2 separate regions of the Pan troglodytes genome follow, and region 2 is linked to region 1. A link is a contact called in public Hi-C data. All regions are on one chromosome and are shown on one strand. The core of a region is the stretch at or near the end of the contact, and the rest is flanking DNA. Distances in the headings are between cores, read along the strand shown. Region 1 overlaps RAB31 (RAB31, member RAS oncogene family). Region 2 holds the start of PPP4R1 (protein phosphatase 4 regulatory subunit 1).

Evidence for each region. A called contact is a pair of places that touch in the nucleus more often than the background predicts.
Region 2: a Hi-C map of stem cell-derived neural progenitor cells shows a contact between it and region 1, with 2.2 times the contacts expected there. The contact joins the promoter of PPP4R1 here to the enhancer-like site in region 1. A contact is called at or near these places in 1 of 7 Hi-C or Micro-C datasets (stem cell-derived neural progenitor cells) and 1 of 1 datasets of contacts at active chromatin or transcription factors (stem cell-derived excitatory neurons).

The regions. Positions count from the first base shown.
Region 1 is chr17:21,086,048-21,091,472 of NHGRI_mPanTro3-v2.0_pri, forward strand. The region is part of intron 3 of RAB31 (RAB31, member RAS oncogene family); the gene reads right to left. Among named protein-coding and RNA genes, the nearest start is that of TXNDC2, 77 kb to the left of the region's middle. Within about 2 kb of position 2,949, at least 12 of the 24 cell types and tissues checked have an H3K27ac peak or open chromatin away from gene starts, as enhancers often do. A contact at or near this core is called in stem cell-derived neural progenitor cells, where this site is marked.
Region 2 is chr17:21,281,571-21,286,995 of NHGRI_mPanTro3-v2.0_pri, forward strand. PPP4R1 (protein phosphatase 4 regulatory subunit 1) reads left to right here and starts at 2,933. Exons shown (of 20, transcript XM_009433642.4): 1 at 2,933-3,133; 2 at 3,873-3,917. The coding sequence starts at 2,971. LOC104003075 (a long non-coding RNA gene) reads right to left here and starts at 2,902. Exons shown (of 3, transcript XR_002940493.3): 1 at 2,817-2,902; 2 at 857-994. It also overlaps the pseudogene LOC112206347.

The DNA of each region.
Region 1 (5,425 bases), core at 1,699-4,198:
ATGGGATTAGTCCCTTATAAGGAGAGAAGGAGACCAGATCTCTCTTCTCTCCCTGCCCTGCCCCTATGTGAGATACAGCAAGAAGGCGAGTATCTGCATACCAGAAAGGGAGCCCTCACAGGCACTGAATCTGCCAGCACCTTGATCTTGGACTTCCGAGCTCCCATATGGTAAGAAATCAACGTGTGTTGTTTAAGCCACCCAGTCTATGTTATTTTGTGCACAGATTAATACATATATGTATGTAATGATACTCTATAGCCATTAAAATGATGATTTTTATTTATAGGAAAAGAGACCTTTGACATACTGTTAGATGAAAAATAGTCTCAAAACAGCACATATAGCATATAATTTATCATTTATTATGTGGTTAATTTATCATTATATGATAATATAATGTAGGGTAAAATGTATGTGGGAGTATGTCTCTGTGAGCAGGAATAACACGAGGTTCCTCTAAATCTTAACAGGTGGGATTTCCAGCGATTTTTACATTTTCCTTATAAGCATCTGTATAGCATAAATTTTTACAATGAGTTTTAAATAATATGGTTTTTAAGTTTTGAACAAAGCAGCTGTTTTTATTGGGCAGCGGGGAGAGGGCAGGGAGGAAGGAGAAGTGGATCCTGAAGCTTTTCTGGCAAGCGACAAAACCCTAACTTATTATTTTCTTTCCCACGATACTCACCATTGGATCAATACTTGCCAATAAAGTATCCTTTTACCCCAATTATACAAAATGCCCATTTTTTTCAAAATAGCCTCCATATAAGAGTGGTTCATGTAAACACACAAAGTAGCAGTCAATACAAACTTTATTTCCCAAAAGTAAAGATATTCATGGACTCAAGCTCAAAGAGGAGCAAACTGCGGGTGTCTTCTAAGACAGAGAGAGTTCATTTTAGGCTAAAACACCATGAACTGAATCTAAAACGGTCACTGGCATGGAGGTCTCATGAATTATTGAAGAGATCTTGGTATATAATGCATTACGCATTCTTTCCTTCCTCCAAATGGAATCGCTTTGAAATAAATCTCTGTTGGTGAAGCCACTTAAATGACTTTATTGCTGGGGACTTGAGGGTTTTAATGAGTTAGAAGTTCACGTCTCAGTTCCAAAACCCAATAATGCATTGACCAAAGGGTGATCTTGGTGGAGGACAAAAAGATAAATCACTTCTAGTCTACAATGTTTATGCTTTTCCCCCTTACAAATAGAAAACAAAAGCACCACAATCAGCCTCAGTCCTCAACATGACATAATTCAATTCCTGTGGGGTCAGAAATAAGACTGATGGAATGCTCACATAAAAAGATTCTTCTGGAAATAAAGTTCACAGTCACAAGAGGCTGATAAAGCTTTATTTTTACATCTTACCTTGAAAGGTTATTTGAAAATTAGCACAACAGATGCCAATTCAAAATCCCTTCTTCCCTGACTACCCAGCAAAACATCTAGAAGACCAAATTAAAATGTTGAGAAATTTTTCAGATGTCATTCAATTATTTAGAAACGGCACAGGGAACTGTGAAAACCCAGTGTGTCTCCTCAAAAGAAATAGCTGTTTATGTCCTTAGTGTGTGTGATTATTTGTTTTCTAATTGCTGGAGGTCCCTGTGGCAGGGGAGACGGGAACGGCCTTCTTCAGGCTCTTGGAGCTTCTCCGGCTGCTCAGCTTTCGCAGATGGACATTAACCCTGCCCGCAGCTGGTAGAAAATAAACGAGCATGACCTTTCTGGAAAGCAGCTGGACAATGTGTTTGAAGAATCTTGCAAATGTTCAGATACTTTGATTTGACAATTCCACCTCTTAAGGGAATAATCAGAGATGGTTACAAAGTAACCAGAATTCATTTGAGATTTATCAATGATGCTGAAAAACTGTAAGCAATCTCAATGTCTAACAATTAAAGAATGGACACATAAATTTTGGCTTAGCCATATGATGGAATATCCAGCAGCAATTAGACTTAGGTGTTTGTAAAATATTAAATGGCACATGAGGCAAGACAGCCTAGTGTGGTATTTTCCTGAGGGTCTTCTGCAGAACACCAGGCCACGTGGAGGTGGCCAGGAAAAAAGGTTTCCTGGCCAAATAAGTTTGAGAAACACCACATATAATAATGCTTCCCTGGAGGTTTACAAAGCATAATTAGTGCATTAAAGGCTCTGAAAATTTTCTACAGTAAAGAAACCTATTTATTTTGGTTTTAGTTCAGAATTCCCATTCATTTTTAAAATCTTTTTTTCAAGTAGTATTTATTAACATCTAGGGACCTAGCGTGATCGAGAATCACCTTTGGGGAAGTGAAGAGAACTGGACTCAAAGAGAGTCCTGAGGCTTGGCTTGGCTCTATCCTACTTTTCTTATTTTGTGAAACTGGTGCAGTGGGTGGGGTCAGAGACAAAGCTGAGGTTTTTCCAGCTCTGTGACAACCCTCCAGAGCTCACGGCCAAGGTAAAAACAGGCTCAGGATGGAGGCTCTCGCCTTCCCTGTAGTGTGTACTACACTTGTTTTCCCATCCTGTACTGCCTTATGTGCTCGCACACCCACGCGTGCACACACACACACACACCTCAGCAGCACAGTGGAAAGTCTTATTCCAGGAAATCTCCTAACCCTTTAGACCACCTACTCTGCCTCAGGCAACATTCCTTAAATGCAGGTTTGTGGCATCGTAAATTCTACAGCAGCAAAATCCTGCAAGTTGGGAATGAGCAGTGGTGGAAAATACATGAAGTTTCCCAACAAGCACAGCTCCAGCTGGGCTCTGCCTCCCAGATGAGAATTATCCAAGCCAGAATGCTCTGGCATCAGGTCCAGGAACTCGGAGTGATGGGCTTTGTATTATGATTTCCAGAGGACGCTCTGTCCCTGTTGAGTCGCTCAGGCTCGGCCTGGGCGCCTATGCTGCTCTGTGGCAGGTCAGGTGCAAGGCCACCATAAGGGAGAGTCAAGGGCAGATGCCAAAAAGAGCCCAAGGTCCACTGGGATTCAAACAAAGAGAGAAGGGGTAGAAGAAAATTCCTGAAATTCTCAACATTCTCAGCTGGCAAAAGTTGAATGGAAAAACACATTACTGAATGTTCTTTCTGTGCCATTCAGAAGAATGCTTCCGACTTTTACATAGACCCTCTCTCTCCACAGAAAAGCAGAGGCCTAGTTAATATGCCTACTCAGATGTCCTAAAACCCGAGTGTATGCAGAGTTGAATGAAACGGGACTGGGAGACAATACATCGAACTGTTAAGATGTTCTCTCTGAATAATGGCAGTACAGACAAACCACCACTTGCTTTGCTGTTTCTGAATTATTCAAAAAACCTTTCTATTATATCATAATACATTACTTCTGCAATGACAGGGGGTGTCTTTTTCTTTTTTTCCTTTTCTTTCATTTTTCTTTGAATGTGTTGTTAGAGCCAAAAAGCTTTCTCAGCATTCAGGGATCCAAGGGTTGAAGCAACAGTACCAGGAGGAAGCAACAGTACCAGGAGGAAGCTGGGTTTTAGAAGAGACCTGATGAGCACCTGACTCCTTTCTGACAAATGTGCTGCAAGCCTCATTTAGCAGAAAATGACACAACACAAATCCAAACATCTTTCCACAAAAACGATGTTGGGAGGAAGGCATGGATTACTTTTATTGATTGACTGGGACAGGGTCTCGCTCTGTCGTCCAGGATGGAGTACAGTGGTGCCACCACGGCTCACTGCAGCCTCAACCTCCTGGGCTCAAGTAATCCTCTCATCTCAGCCTCCCAGGTACCTGGGACTACAGGTGTGTGCCACCATATCCAGTTAATTTTTTTTTTTAAGTTTTTATAGAGACAAGTTCACGCTATGTTGCCCAGGCTGGTTTGAAAACTCCGAGGCTCAAGTGATCTTTTTGCCTTGGCCTCCCAAAGTGCTGGAATTAAAGGCATGAGCCACTGCACCCCGCTGGATTAGTGTTTTTTTAAAAGACAATGTAATGAACTGGAATATTCCAATCCCTAGAATAATGTATAAAAAAGAAATCAATGATTTAAGATGCTGTAGAAATGCATTTTTTCCCACCCATGAAATTGTCCAAGGGCAGTGAACGTCAGCTCATATACCTGCATGTTGGCAAACAAGTGGAGTTTCCTAAAACTCCAGAACTATGCCCCACCCCACTCCTAGGTATGTCTATTCACATCATACACAGCCACCGTGCTATGCATTTGCGGGGAAAGCCAGGATGGCCACGACGATCATAGAAAGTTAGTCTCATCTTGCCCTCTCTCCGATCTGCCCAGGTTGGTTTGGTCTCTCCCATCCTTAGCCTCAGGGCCACAGTAAGCGTACCATGTTCAAGACAAGACCCCAATGTGTGGGACAGTATCTTCGCTGCACAGCCCTGAGGAGGCCTCCGAACAGGCCCCATCACACCAGATGCACTCAAAAACATACGGTGTCATTTACCCCAATGTGCCTAGAGCCCCAGACTCTGCACTTTGCTGTGTGCCAACCCAGGCTAGCCAGCACGGCCTTCAGACCCAGCCCCAGCTCTCACGCAGCCGCACCTCCCTCCTGTCCGAGCAAAGTTCGTCTTGCCTTGACTGGAAGTCCAAAGTTTCCACAAGAGCCTTCAGATATCCAGTGAGCTCCAAACTGGCCACACAGCCACCAGAGAGATCCTGTTTTGAAGTGCTGGATTATGATATTTATTTACACTGACCACAGAATGTATTTATTTTTAACTTTCACTGTGGAAATTTTCAAGCATATCCACAAGAAGAGAGACTAGAATAATGGACTTCCATCTTCTCATCCCCTGACTTCAAGATCACCACTAACACATGGACCACTGGCTTCCTTTCTACCTCGTCTCACCTCCCGCTCCATTCCTACCCCTGGAGTCTTTTGAAGCAAATACTTGACATCATCTTATGTTAACTGAACATCAGAGTGATTGATTTCTTCCTATATAAATCCAATTGTTTCACTTCCCTGTTCAGAATCCTTCAAATTTAGTATAAAAGCCAAGCTCCATTCTGTGGCATCTTGGGTGGGCCCTGGTCCCTTCTCGGGCCCCTCCCCTGCTTGTCTCCAGCCCCGGCCTTCTCGCTGCTCCCTAAACACAGAGGCAGGCCCACCGAGCCTCCGCACCTTCCCTGACGCCTTCTAGCAGCCTGGACCCTCCTCCACCAGCATCCTCAAGGCCCCTCCCTCACTTCTGTCACACCTTTAATCAACTGCCACCCTCCCTGAGAACCCTTCCCTGAATCCCTATCTGGACCATAGCAAGGACTCGACAAATATTTAATGACTGAATGCATGTAATAAAAGTCAATAACCCTGTGAAACCAGGGAGAGAAGACAGAGTTGTTCCTGTTACTCAGATGAGAAAACTGAGGCTCAGCATGGTTAAGTGAATTGCCCAAAGACACACAGCTC
Region 2 (5,425 bases), core at 1,683-4,182, 200 kb after region 1:
ATGAGGGACATTTTGTCAATCTGGCTTCAAAAAAGATGAATGAAATGAATGGTAAAAATTTGTTTAACGTGCTCACTTCAGCAGCACATACACTAAAATTAGACTGATACAGAGAAGATTAGCATGGCCCCTGCGCAAAGATGACACGCAAATTTCATTTTAAAAAAGCAAATAAATATTTGTTTAAAAATCATTTTTAATCATGTAAGTATTTCTCCATTTTTCAGACTGTTTCTCTTTTCATCATTTAAAACAATAAATAATAGGGCTGTCTTTATATACTTTCAGTTTCAGGAATGATAATTCTGAAGAAAAAAGTGAATGGTTCAATCACCGATACAAAAATTAACAAACATGATAGTGGCAAGCAACATCAGGTGGGTTTTGTTTATTAGCAATGTTTTCGCCATGTTTTTTTTTATGTTTGTTTGTGGTTGAAAAGCCAGACACATTAATTTCCAAGGCTCATTGGCTGCTAAGAAAAATTGTCACTGTGGCCACGCACAGTGGCTCATGCCTATAACCCCAGCACTTTGGGAGGCCAAGGCGGGCAGATCACCTGAGCCCAGGAGTTTGAGATCAGCCTGGGCAACATGGCAAAACCCCGTCTCTACGAAAAAATACCAAAATTAGCTGGGTGTGGTGGCACCCACCTGTAGTCCCAACTACTTAGGGGGCTAAGGTGGGAGGACTGCCAGAGCCTAGGAGGTGGAGGTTGCAGTGAGCTGAGACTGCACCACTGCACTCCAGCCTGGGTGACAGAGCAAGAGCCTGTCTCAAAAACAAACAAACAAAAACCCTTTCATTATCATTTGGAAGAGGACTTATTCTTAAAAATGCAGGCCTTAGTACTTACATAGTTGGATGATGCTTTTAGAAAAATGACTTGGAACACTCCCCCTATATTTTACACATTTCAGTGGCAGAGCAGGATAACAATTCAGACTTCCTGTGTGTCTGACCACGGACAACACACAGCTCTGCCATCCATGAGCTGCATTGTAAGTGAAGCTGGGTTAAAGGTATGTAGAATAATGATTGCTATTATTTGTTTAAATATTATTTCTTAGAAGAAGGGGACAGAGTGCAGTTTGTAAACACTGGTTTAAAAACTCCTTTCTTTCAGAAAGGAGAGTGAGAGAAAGTGAAATGTAAAAAACACATACTTGTGCTGAACCATGAATGATACCGTCACTGAAATATCTAAAAACCATATTGCTTAAAGGCACTTCTTGCAATGTGTAATTCAGCTAAGATGATAATCAAATGCATAGCTCTTGAATACAGAAAAATGATACAGATCCTCCTCCTTTGCTGCCCTTCCCACAGAATACTGAGATAAAACTTACTGAGGCCTAGCTACCAAAGGCAGAATTAGTTGTTCCATATCCTAGGCTAGCATTTGGTACATAGTCCCTATTTTATCATGATTACTGAGAACTGTTAAGTCTAACTCAACTGTGTAGATCAAGACAGTTTTGTCTTAGTGCATCCAGCGGCTGAAGCACAGTTGGCACGCTGTAGATTTTGTGTTGTTGCGGTGAGACCACCAGTTAGAATAAAGAGCTGATTTGGGCCGGGTTTGGTGGCTCACACCTGTAATCCTGGCGCTTTGGGAGACCAAGGCCAGAGGATTGCTTGAGGGCAGGAGTTCAAGACCCACCTGGGCAACACAGTAGAACCACGTCCCTAAAAAATTTTAAAAATAAATTGGCCAGGTGGAGTGGCCTGTGCCTTTAGTTCCAGTTACTTGGGAGGCTGAGATGGGAGGATCTCTTGAGGCCAGGAGTTCGAGGTTACAGTGAGTCATGATTGTGCCACTGCACTCCAGCCTGGGCTACGTAAGGCAAGACTCTGGCTCTAAAAAAAATTTGCTTTTTAATGAAAAAAAAAAAAAAAGAGCTGATTTGGCTCTTTCTTCCCCCATTTACCCAGAATTGCTAAAGTGGTAGATACTGACAAGGTATCTTAGCAGGGCAGAAGTCTCATGGTTTGAGTCAGTTGGGACCAATTGCTGTTGATGTGAATTTCTAACTCCTTTGTCATTCTGAGTGTGTCAGCTGAATTCACATAAGGGCATTCACCAAGGGAGGAAGAGAAAGGCCTTTAGTTTTAATTATTTTATAGTTGAGAAAATTAGACACATACTCGGGGTTACGGGGTCTATTCTGATTTTTATTACTCCTAGAAATTTCATACAGATTATAATCTGTCTATCTTGTTAGTAATATCTGACTGATTTTTTTGGAATAGCTATGTGTAGAACCCATTTTATTACACAGATTTAGGAATCTCAGAGGATCTGATTCCTTAGTCTCTTAAATCTTCAGTGGCATTAAATGCCAACACATTGTCCTTGGTCAAGACTACAACGTAGAAAGGAACAAGCTAATTAACTACTTAGAATTCCCTCTCCTAAGAGACCACATCGCCAAAGTGGCACCATGACACAGCTTGGTGTTTTGTTGGTCACTTTAGGAGACCACCATTTTGGAGGCCTTGGGTGGAGCTGGAGATAGAGCCATGGAGGTAGAACCGTGTCGGAAAACCTGGGTTTAGCCCCATTTTGTACTTGGGCGTTTGAGCTAATCGCTTAAGTCACGTAAAACAACAAGACAAATAAAGTCTGGGATACAGACTTTAACACCTCAAGTGCTGCCAAAAGTATTTAGAAGACAAAGCGAATCATAGGCACCCTTCACCGAGCACCTCCTAGACATCAAGAACCATGCTAGGTTCCCTACATTCTTCATTTAATGCCAATAACCCCACGAAGCAGTTATCACCTTCATTCTACAAATGGGCCCCACTCCTACCAATTAACTGGCTGAATCAGGATCTGACCCCGGGCCTGCCAACGCTCCCGCTGGTGGATTGCCCGCCTTGTCAGCTCGAGTTGGCAGGACGTGGGAGTAAAAACCCGGCGCCCCAGCCTTCACCGTGCTGCACGAGGAAGCTGGCTAGGCAGGCATGACTTTGTCAGTCAACCATCCCGCAGCCGGGCCCTGGGCTTTGTTAGCAGCCACTTGGCGAGGGCCCCGGGCGGGTGGGAAGGCGGCGCTTCCTCCAAGAGGAGGTGGGACCCCGGCCCCGACGACCTCGGAGCCGCCCCCGGCCCCGGATCGCCGACGACGTACGTGCAGGCCTGGGGATGGGGCGCTGGCTGCGAGCGGCGCGCCCGCTGAGATGGCTGCGGCTGGCAGGGCGGTGGGCGAGGCCGGTGACCCAATAAAGCGGCCGGGCCGCGGGAGGCCCCGCCCGGCCGGGTTCCGGCACTCGCCGCAGGGTCCCGGCCGGCGGCAGGTTGCGCGCCCCCGTCCGCAGCGCTCGGCGTGAGGGCGGCTCGGGAGGAGGGTGTGAGCGCGCGTCGCCGGGCCGGGGCCCGGCAAGGAGCGGGAAAGGCGGGAGGCGGGAGCGCCGGTCGCCCGGGAGCCGCGCGGAGGGGCAGGCGGGGCGGGGCGCGGCCGGGGGCCCGGGCGGCCGGGAGCCGCGCCGCCCGCGGCAGGCCCGGGCCCTCGGCCCGCCCCGCGCGCGCGCCCCCGCCAGCCCGGCCCTCCTCCTCCCCGCCGCCCCTCCCGCGCGCGTCCACCGGCTCCCCGGCTCGCGCCGCTCCATGTAGCCCCGGATCCCCGGGCGGCCGCGGAGGAGGGGGCGACCACAAGATGGCGGGTACGTGGCCCCCTGTTCTCCGGGCGGCGGCGGCTCCTCGAGCCCACCCGCCCTCCGCCGCAGCCCTGAGTGGCTGCCGGGCCGGGGCCGGCGTGGGGTCCCGGCGCGGGAAGGCGCCCCCGGGGCGGGGGGGGCGGGCGGGGGGGGCGTCGCGCCGGGCCCCGGGGCGCTGACCGGGCCTTTCTTCTCTCCCCTCGGCGCAGACCTCTCGCTGCTTCAGGAGGACCTGCAGGAGGACGCAGACGGATGTGAGTGGCCCGGCCTCGCGGTGGCCTGGCACTCCGCGGGGAGCGGCCGGGGAGGGCGGGCGGCGGCGAGGCCTGGGCCGGGCCCTGGCTGGCTGAGGGGACGGTGGGCGAGGGCGGCCCCAGGCGGGCTGGGGTGGCGATCTGGAGGGAAAATCTCGCGTCCGTGAGGAAACGGCGCGCCCAGGTTCCGCTGGGGGAGGGAGACGCCCGGAGTAACGCCCAAGTTCGCTTTCCGCCCTTCGCTCTCTTCTCCCGGCGCCCCCGAATCGCCTGCGGGCTCAGCAGTGGCGCGGCTGTTTTGGAAGAAGCGGTGGGGCAGGATTTGAAGTGGGGTTTGCGTGTGTTTCTGCCCCTGGTGTCCCCTTCCCCCGTCACTCTAGGAAGGAAGAGGCTCGCGCGGGAGGTGTGTTTCCTTAGAGTCGCCCTTCCAGGAGCGCCCGGGGGGCAGCCTGGGCCCCGGCTAGCCGTCTGGGCTCCCCGACCCGGTTTTGGATTGTTTGAGGATGACATACCTGTCATTTTACTTTGGCTGGTAGCAGTTTTTAGATTGCTCCCGATTTGATTAGTGGATTACGAGAAGGTTAGAAGGTGTGGCCTCCTCAGGAATTACTAGGTTTGGAGAGCATATTTCTTTAATGCGGATGTTCAGAAATCACCCAGCCCTCCTTCAGTGTTAACAGTGCAGCTTTCCTTTGAGGTACTGAAGTTTTTAAAGAGTTGACGCTTTTATTTTTAAAAAGACAAAGTTTCTGACATTTGCTGATGGCGACGGAATTGATATTTAGAAAGGAATTTTTCGTCTTATGTGTACTTTTCTAAGCCTCAGAAAATAATTTGGGTCACGATAGAAAAGACAAAAGAGTTAAGCAGGTTTGTATTGAAAGAAGTGACCAATTGCAGTTAACTTAAAATAGTTTCTATTCACGCTAATCTTCCAAAATAGTGACCCATCAAAAAATCAATAGGTTTTGAGATGCATTTTAAAAATGAAGAGTGTGCCAAATATATAAGCGAAGATCATGGGATACATAAGGGACCAAGAAATTGTTCTGAGTTGAGATGATAACCATAGTAGGATTGTGGTCTGTTTAGTGGAAAGCCTACTGGATGCTGAGATTGACTGTCTAATACCTGTATAAGTAATTTCAGAGATGGCTGCAGTTTGAAATTACTCTTTTAAATACTCTGTAGTTAATCCTTAGCATTGTCTAATGTGGTTCCCTTACTCAGAGTAAACTTAATTTTTAGATTCCTGGTTGTTTTGAGTAAAGTAAGGGGGATTTACTATTTAGATGGATTATCTGAAACGAATAATTTATCTTTAAAGTAAATGAACCACATCCAAACTTTTGCTAAGTCTGTGTTTTTAGTGAGGTGGCTCAAAACAGCTCTCTTAAAGGGAGCAGTACTCATGTAGTGAAGGGCAGCTTTAACATTTTATTTAATGTTTACCTTAAGCCACTTATCTGCCTAATAGTAAGTTTGAGATATTATTTAAGGCAGCTGTT